2 separate regions of the Zea mays genome follow, and region 2 is linked to region 1. Evidence: chromatin contacts called from public Hi-C data. All regions are on one chromosome and are shown on one strand. Each heading gives the region's core, a stretch centred on a gene start, on an enhancer-like site or on the middle of the called end of the contact. The rest is flanking DNA. Distances are from core to core; before and after follow the strand shown.

Region 1 (4,245 bases), core at 690-3,189:
CGGGCGAGCCACCGCGCCGCCTGCTGCCGGGGCGGGCGAGCCGCCGCGCCGGCTGCCGGGGCCGGGCCACGCCGCTGTCGAGGCCGGGCCGCGCAGAGCGGGTGGTCGCTGCCGCGCCGCGAGCTGCACAGACCGAGCGAGCCCGTGCCGCGAGCTGCAGAGGCGGGCCGCCGCGCCGGGCGAGCGTGCTGCCGCTCCGGGCCAGTCGCCGCGCCGGGCCAGCCGCCGCGCCGGGCGAGCGTGCTGCCGCTTCAGCCGCCACGCCGGGCGAGCCGCGTGCTGCCGGGGCGCGCCAGGGAGCCGCCCGCGGCGCGTGCACCCGAGGCCGGGCGAGCCCGTTTAGAGAAGACGACGAGGCGGTGAGCGCGAGCGCTCACAGACATCGTCATCGTCGGACGGTCTCGCTGTTGCCGACCACGACCCCGGCGCGAGTGGCCGTGGAGAGAGGTGGTGCGCCAGCCGACGTACCACCCTGTTGCCGCTCGGGCTCAAGAGCGTCGACGGTGAGACCGTTCCGGATGGGCCGTCATCGGGAGTCGGGGTAGGCAGTCGCTGCTGCACCCCGTCGCCGAGGACTAAGGCGATCCTCTCATCGTCGGAGGAGGAAGAGGTGGCGTCGACGGCAACCGTCGCAGTAGACGTGGATGCGATCTGGCCGACGGGGCGACCACGAGGGCCGGTTGATTTCCGCGCAGTCAGCCGTGTCCGAGCACGAGGGCGCGCTGGAGAGGTGACTTGAACGAGCAGTCCGCTCGATCTAACAGCGGGGGTGGCAGTGTCTGCATCCGCTGGAGGAGCACGCAGTTGGCGAGCAGGACACGGCCCCCATCCATGGAGGGGGCAGTACCGCATCGGACGGAGCGGCTGCTGGGTCTCGGACTCACGCAACCGCTCTGCAACCCGCTCCAGCGAAGGCGATGGAGGACACACCCATCGGTCTTGGCGTGGCGCTGGCGGTTGCTGCGGCGGTGCAGCAGGTGCCGTAGCGTTGCTGGGACCTGCGCCAGGATCACCACCGGTCCGGCGGACGCGCTCAGGGTCAAGTGTGGCCCGGGTGTCCTTCTTGCTGCGCTTCTTGGCATGGTGGCGACCATGTCGATGCGCAGCACGTAGAAGACGACGTGCGACAAAGTCAGCGCCTCGCCGGCGACGATGGCCACCGTTCAAAAACCGAGGGATGAAGGTAAGAAGGGCAACAGAAAGATCTTTGTAGATCATTGCGTACCCGACTGTTTTTCTTTTCTTTTGATGAAGAACTTCTTGCCTCCGCTGTTCTTGTTTTGGCCTTTGCTCTCTTTTGTAAAAGCAAGTGCTGATGACGTGTAATAAAGTGAAACTGTATGTGACAAATGAATAGTGGACGAATCCCTGTCTTTCTTCTTTATTGCAACTGATATTTATACATGGAGAGATGCCTGAAGGCACCGACGTACAGAGGAGACACGTCTGTTGATAGTTGAGATCGTGGGCCACGTCTATTCGTGAACAGGTGCCATATGGACCACGTCCTTTTGTTACCCCGACGACTGAAGCAATTAGGGAACTGCTTATTCATCTTAACACAAACAAAAAAAGTAAGAAAACAACCTACCATTTATAGAACACAAACGTAATACTCCCTGGACCAAATTATAGTTAGCTTTGTCTTACTTTAATTTTTTTTATCTTTGATGAAATGTATAGGAGAATGCACCAAACCAACAACATCGACAACATCAAATTAGTTTTATTAAACTCTTTGATAATGCATTTATTTGAACCTGTAGATGCTAATACATTTTCCTAATAACTTGGTCAGTTTTAGAAGATTGATTTAGGACAAAAAATAAAGTGTCATGTAATTTATTGCAGAAAAAATGTGCCATGTATTTACAACGGAGGGAATAACATCTATGCATATAGTCACGCTTCAAGACAATTAAGAATAATAGAATCATAGAACATAATTGAATAATATTGTGTGTTGTTTAAAAATATCCCTTTTTGTCTCATGCCAAAGGACAAGCTCAAAACCAGCCTAAATCTCTTGTGGTTAACTATGTCGCTATCTATGGGAGTTTTATCCACATGCGTTTCTTCTATATGCACAGAGGTTGTCTTACACATGCGGGTGTTGAGTTTTTTTTACTAAATTGAATACTATTTCAACAATGTGAGAGCGATGCAAACATAAAGCAGGATCAAAAGAACCATTTAGAGCCAACATACTTGGCCGCTAGAATCGTCTCTCTGCTTATTTTGGCACGACGAAAAGGTCGACGACACAGGACCTATCATTTCCTCAAGGGTCGTCTGCCAGCTTTGTTGTAGTTCGCTGACAGGCAGGATCACACCCTGCAAATCCAAACCAAAAATGGACAAAATGCAGGTGGGGGAGAAAGGAGAAAGATGAGATTAATTTGGGACCTGGACCCAGGCGCGCTGGAAGTGGATGTCGGAGAGCATCTGCGTGGCGGAGCAACCCTCAAAGCATGGCGCCTCGCTGCAGCCGGCGAGATGGGAGCCAAAGATCTTCAGCGCAGACACCTTCTACTATGGCCCTCCCTCGTCCGCTACCATGTGCCCCATTCCATGGACGATGAGTGTCTCCAATCTCCGGCGTGCCACCACTCCCATTGTCTGTTGTGCTCCGACTGCGGCTGTGACGACACCTTCTGCTTTGGCCATCTCACCTCAACGTCCTTGCGTCCCACTCCACCGTGTACCTATCCCGCTCCTCAATTCATCCAATCCCGCCTCGAGCCGGCCATGCACCGGCGCGCCGCCACCGCCGTGCCCAGGGAGTTGGAGGAGGGTGGATTAAATGTTCAAGCATCTGCTCGCCTCCACGAGCTGGGCGAGGCAGGGAGCTCGAGGGCGCAGGGTTGGTACGGGCGGGGCGGGGAGCTAGGGGCGGAGGGTTGGTGCGAGCAGGGCAGGGAGTTGTTGGCGGAGGGTTGGTGCGGGCGGCAGAAGAAGGGGCCGGCCCCGTACGAGGGATGGGTCGCGGCCTCCCGAGCGAGGGCGAGAGAAGCATCGAGAAGGTTCTAGGGCAAGACTGTGGAGGGGGAGTGCTCAACGAGGGGTGGAGGCCAGTGCCCCGTTGATTAGAAATCGAACGTGTCAGAACACTCTGGGCGACGTGGACATCGCGAGAGAGCTCGGTTTGAACCGGCTTTCATATATAGGAAATACCATGACTAGTTTTCTCGTTGGATGGTAATTGACTAGTTTTCTCGTTGGATGGTAATCTACGGGCTAGTTGGGAGTCACAAAATCGGAAAAATAGGAGGGGATTGTGAGGGCAAAAATCTTCTTATTCAATTTTGAATAAGAAAGGGAATTTTTCCCCTCCAATCCTTTCCGGTATTTTAGCTCCCAAACTAAGGTACGAAAACAAACAGAATTCTGGTCGGGGATTAATTCACTCACGTTTTTTTATTTTCAAATTTTATTTCAGAAATGGGACTAGGGGACGAAGACTTGAATGGAACAAATCCATTAAGGATTAGAACCGAAAACATAGCCGCATTGAGCTTAAAATTATACTAATATTACGATCAATTGAACAACTCATCTAACAAATATATATATATATATATATATATATATATATATATATATATATATATATATATATATATATATATATATATATATAATATGTATGGCTATCAAATAAAATAATTAATTATAAATAAATTTGTTATGATATGACATGTCCTCCTATGATTTATTCATTATATTATCTGAAACATAATATTATGTGCAATTAGAAAAATGCTATCCCAACTTAAACCCGGAAAAAGCGAAAATGGTCGGAAAAAACAGTATTCCTTGTCATATATTTTAATAGTCACAAAAACCTCTAAATAAAAGGTAAAAATAGTATTCGTTTAGGGTCGGAAAAGTGAAAACAAAAGGCAAAAAAGATAATATTAATGAATTTATACAATATTTAATGTATATAACGAGCAATAAAATGGGACGGAGGGAGGTTGCATTGCATGAGAGTGACTCGGGCATTCTTCTCTGACCGATGCGGGCGTAAAACAAACATCACAAGTGTACTACAAACGATAGCTTACGTTACTACCGTGGGTCACGTTTTTGTTGTTGGATTAGATGGCTTCGCGTACGTGGAAGAATCTGGACGCAAAGCAAGACGCGCGGCAGTAGTATCCTATGTTTCTGCGTGGGCGGCGACTGTACACAGAAATAGCTGTAGAAATCCAACACGCGCGCTGTGGCGGCCCCAAGGAAGCA
Region 2 (4,245 bases), core at 980-3,479, 390 kb after region 1:
AGGAGAGATCATGTACTCATGTGATGTGACCTTGGATAGGCGCACCACATGTTTTTCCTCCGGGCGCTTGGAGCCGCGTGATAAAAAGCTCCGCCGTACGACGTCGTCATTTCGTCCTTTCTGTTGAGTATTTTTGTCTGTTGCACTTACACTTCCACACACGCAGTGCTGCATTTGTTTCCCAGGAAATGCTTCGAAATTACCCATGCTGTTCTTCATCTCCTTTTTGCGAACGAGTGGATAGGACTCGGACTAATAAGGACACAATCTCCGATTACTCACGGAGAATTTCTCCATTAGATCTTATTCGATTGTATTTGGATCTAAAGAAATTAAATCCTTTATAGTTAAAATTAAATAGAAAGGAGTTTAATTCACTCAATTAAATTCAATCCAGACATAGCTGAACATAATCTGGCCCCCGGTCCCCACGAGTATAGGTGTACATTTGGACCGGACCTGATGGACCGGCCCGAAGGACGGAAAGAAAGCACGTCCCATGCACGACACGACTCGAAATATTTTAGTGTCGGGCCGGCACAGCCCGATATATCAGGCCAGGTTTGGGCCGAGGTCGCGGCCCATGAGCGGGCACGAGCACGGCCCGTTTAAGGCAGGCACGAAATGGTCCATATAGAGGCACGAAAAGGCCCATATATTTATTAAAATTACACTTCATTCCACACTTTCATGTACTTGGTAAAGAACACAAAGCTAGATATAATGTTAGTTAGATGTTTTTTGTAGCTTTGAATTAGAGTATGTGATGTAATTTTATTTTTGTTATGAATATTAGATAATGAACTGAACTTACGAACTTTATATAGAGCTGATTATACTCTTTTTCTTTCTAACAAAATGATTTACAAACAAGATAGTCATTGCATAGCTCTGGTAACTTAATACAAATATTAAGTTTGCTTTTGGTCAAATTTATTTGTCTTATCTTTTATTTGTTTTATTAAATTTGTTTTGAATCGGGCTCTGATGTGAATTTCGAGCTCTAATGTGAATTTGGGCCGCCCGAAATAAGCCCGGCACGTTTAAGCAATTATGGGACAGACCGTGGGCTAGGCCCATGGGCCGGCCCGGTACGGCCCGAAATTCAAACGGACCAGGCCGACACGAAATTCAAATAATACGGATCTTTTCGGGCTTGGGCCGGACAGCCTGAATGTACACCTATACCACGAGGGTTGAAATGGAGGGAATTGTTGCCCACGATGCGAAACTATTCCTCTTCCCCGTTTCCCACACTGCAAACTTCCCTTCATCTAAATTGGTCCGTTAATATTTTAAAATTATACTAAAAATTTAATATACGGTCTGTTATAAAATAGCAAACTACACTCTAACGTAGATATCTTTTATAATTTAAAATATTCTTTATTCAATTTTAATATAATCGGTTCGAATTAACCTCTAGCGAATTAACCTCTAGCTATTGTATTTTCCCTCTAGCGAATTAACCTCTAGCTATTGTATTTTCTAGTGGAGACAGATTCCCTGTCGAGGATGGAAGAAAAATCTTCCTCATGAGCGTCCGCAAGGACAAAGGCAGGGATAGTGAGCCATCCCCTGACGGGTAATTCGCCATTGACATCCCTTGGGATTCTTGTGATTCAACCCCGCTTACATTGGGACTCTTGTGATTCATCAACCGCTACAGCGTCCGTTACTCCGTTAGGGCTTGTTCGGTTACGCTAACCCTCTTGGTCAAACAGCATTACTGACTGACAGACACACACACAAACAGCAAGGAACATGCAAGTACCAGGCAGGGAGCTGGGTGGGTGGTGGATCAAGTGTGTGCTGAACACACACACACACAGCAAGGAACATGCAAGTACCAGGCAGGGAGCTGGGTGGGTGGTGGATCAAGTGTGTGCTGAACACACACACACACAGCAAGGAACATGCAAGTACCAGGCAGGGAGCTGGGTGGGTGGTGGATCAAGTGTGTGCTGGGGGAGTTGGGGCCACTCAGATCAGCATATGTTTCGTACAACCAGACGAGATCAGGGCAAGGCAGATCAATCTCCTCCCCGGGGGAGAAGCAGCACAGGTGAGGGGGGCCGATGCCGATGCCGATCAGCCTCCGCGCGCCTCCCTCCTGGTGGCGTCGTGCAGGATGTCCACGTCCACGCCGTCCTGCGGGAGCAGCACGTACCGCACCACCGAGCCCCGGATGAAGCAGTTCCGCACTGACAGCTGCCAAAGGAAAATAATTCGACCGTTAACAGCATGTTCAGCGTCAATAGTTCACTGTTACTTCCTACAGCAAACAGCATTGCAAAAAAAAGAAGTGCGGTCTGCAATGGATGGGATGCTTCCAATAGCCTACTCAGAAAAAAAGGATGCAGCACAGCATTGCAGTGCGTTCACCAAGCTGACCACAAAGAGCTATCTCCTACACACAAAATAGGATACATGAATATATAAGCACTGCTTTGCTTCGAGATTACTTCGAGCATCTCGTACGCATGAAAACCACACTCCAGCAGTATTACTGTACGCTATGTATCTATGACTAAGCAGTATTGTTCGTGTTCCCAACACCCACCCCACCTGCAGAAATGTAGTCCAACCAACTTCAGTAGCCTAAATAAATGCCAACTAAAACAGCACCCTACCTGCCAACAGGACTAATTAATAAGGTCCCCCCAAATAACACACACACCCCCCCATAAGTAGCAAGCATGTCGGTTTGCATAATGTATCAAGCAAGTCGAAGGCGGAATCCAGCACGTATATCAACTTCAGTGTCTGCTTGCAGAGTGGCAACCAGAAACCGATTGAGCGAGCAGCTACCCATGTCGGTTTGCATACCACCTGTTTGGTTACCTGTATATGAGCATGCAACACCCATGGGATGCAAAAATCAGATGGTGCATGTTGTTTGGTTACCTGTGTGGGGGTCGGAGCCTGTCTCGCTTGCTGCAAAACCCACCTCTCAACCAGGCCCGGCTCATACGGCCATTTTGGGCGTCGCTCCGTAGCCAGGCTCCCCACGCGCGGCAGCTCGCTCGCAGGCGCATTCGCTCGCGCAGCGCCGCGTGCTAGGGTTTCCCGAGCTCTCCCTCGAGCTGGATCCCGCGTGCTAGGGTTTGCCGTCGTCTCGGCCGGGTACGCCATCTCCACTCGCCCTCCCTCTCTCCCTCGAGCTGGATCCCGCGTGCTAGGGTTTGGCGCCGCCTCGGCCGGGTACGCCATCTCCACTCGCCCTCCCTCTCTCCCTCGAGATCTCCCTCTCTCCCTCTCCCTCTCCCTCGAGATCTCCATCGGTGTCGTCGCCGTGACTCGTCTGTGCCGAGCTCTCCCTCTCTCCCTCGAGCTCTCCCTCTCCCTCGAGATCTCCATCGGTGTCGTCGCCATCACTTGTCTGTGCCGAGCTCTCCCTCTCTCCGTCGAGCTCTCCCTCCGCTGTCAAAGGTACGGAGGTTTGACACTTTTTCTTGCCCTCCCCCTGGATCTGGTTGCTCAGATACGATTTTGTGCTTGCTCAAATATGATTTTCGTATTGGTTGCTCAGATCTGGATTTGTGGATCCAGTTTCGTATTGGTTGCTCTGATCTGGTTGCTCTGATCTGGTTTAGAACACGCATTTCTTCAAGAAAATCTATAATTTACTTGGATTGTCACCCTTAGTGATCCGTTTTGTTACCTGTATATGAGGATGCAAGATCCATGGGATGCAAAAATCAGATGGTTCATGTTGTTTGGTTACCTGTATATTAACAAGATGACATATTTATTAACAAAATCTACATACTCTTGCTGGGCACAAGCAGTACCTAGGATCAATGATGTTGAGCTGAGTTCTATGGTTACTTTTTTATTAGTCTCTGAGCAACCAACCAGTACCTCTGGGTGAGTTCTATGCTGAGTTCTATGTTGAGCTGAGTTCTATGTTGAGCTGAGTTCTATGGTTACTCTTGCTGGGCACAAGCAGTACCTCTGGGTGGCGCATCTCTTGGATGTCGCAGCCGTGGTTTTTGTAAGAATCTGTTTTATATATATTTGCAACTGGCACATTAATATTTAGCATGCTTAATCATATATTTTCTCAGCTATAGATCAATGTTCTATGTGTTGAGCTGAGTTATATGGTTACTTTTGAATATATCTATACTTGTTTATTAGTCTCTGAGCTGTCGATCAATGGTATATGATGCTTTAATGCCTCTGGGTGGCGCATCTCTTGGATGTCGCAGCCGTGGCTCGTGTAAGAATCTGTTTTATATA

Evidence for each region. Hi-C and Micro-C count contacts between places; a contact is called where the count stands out from the background.
Region 2: a contact with region 1 is called in a Hi-C map of ear, with 3 times the contacts expected there. The contact joins the promoter of LOC109939298 here to the promoter of LOC118473561 in region 1. A contact is called at or near these places in 3 of 25 Hi-C or Micro-C datasets (ear, leaf and tassel).

What each region holds. Positions count from the first base shown.
Region 1 is chr10:81,067,523-81,071,767 of Zm-B73-REFERENCE-NAM-5.0, forward strand. It overlaps LOC118473561, which reads left to right and starts at 1,940. Exons shown (of 1, transcript XM_035963402.1): 1 at 1,940-3,166. The coding sequence starts at 2,389. The coding sequence ends at 3,030.
Region 2 is chr10:81,453,106-81,457,350 of Zm-B73-REFERENCE-NAM-5.0, forward strand. LOC109939298 (protein ALP1-like) reads left to right here and starts at 2,230. Exons shown (of 4, transcript XR_004853179.1): 1 at 2,230-4,245. LOC100286339 (snRNP core Sm protein Sm-X5-like protein) reads right to left here. Exons shown (of 4, transcript NM_001159226.1): 4 at 1,874-2,211. The coding sequence ends at 2,092.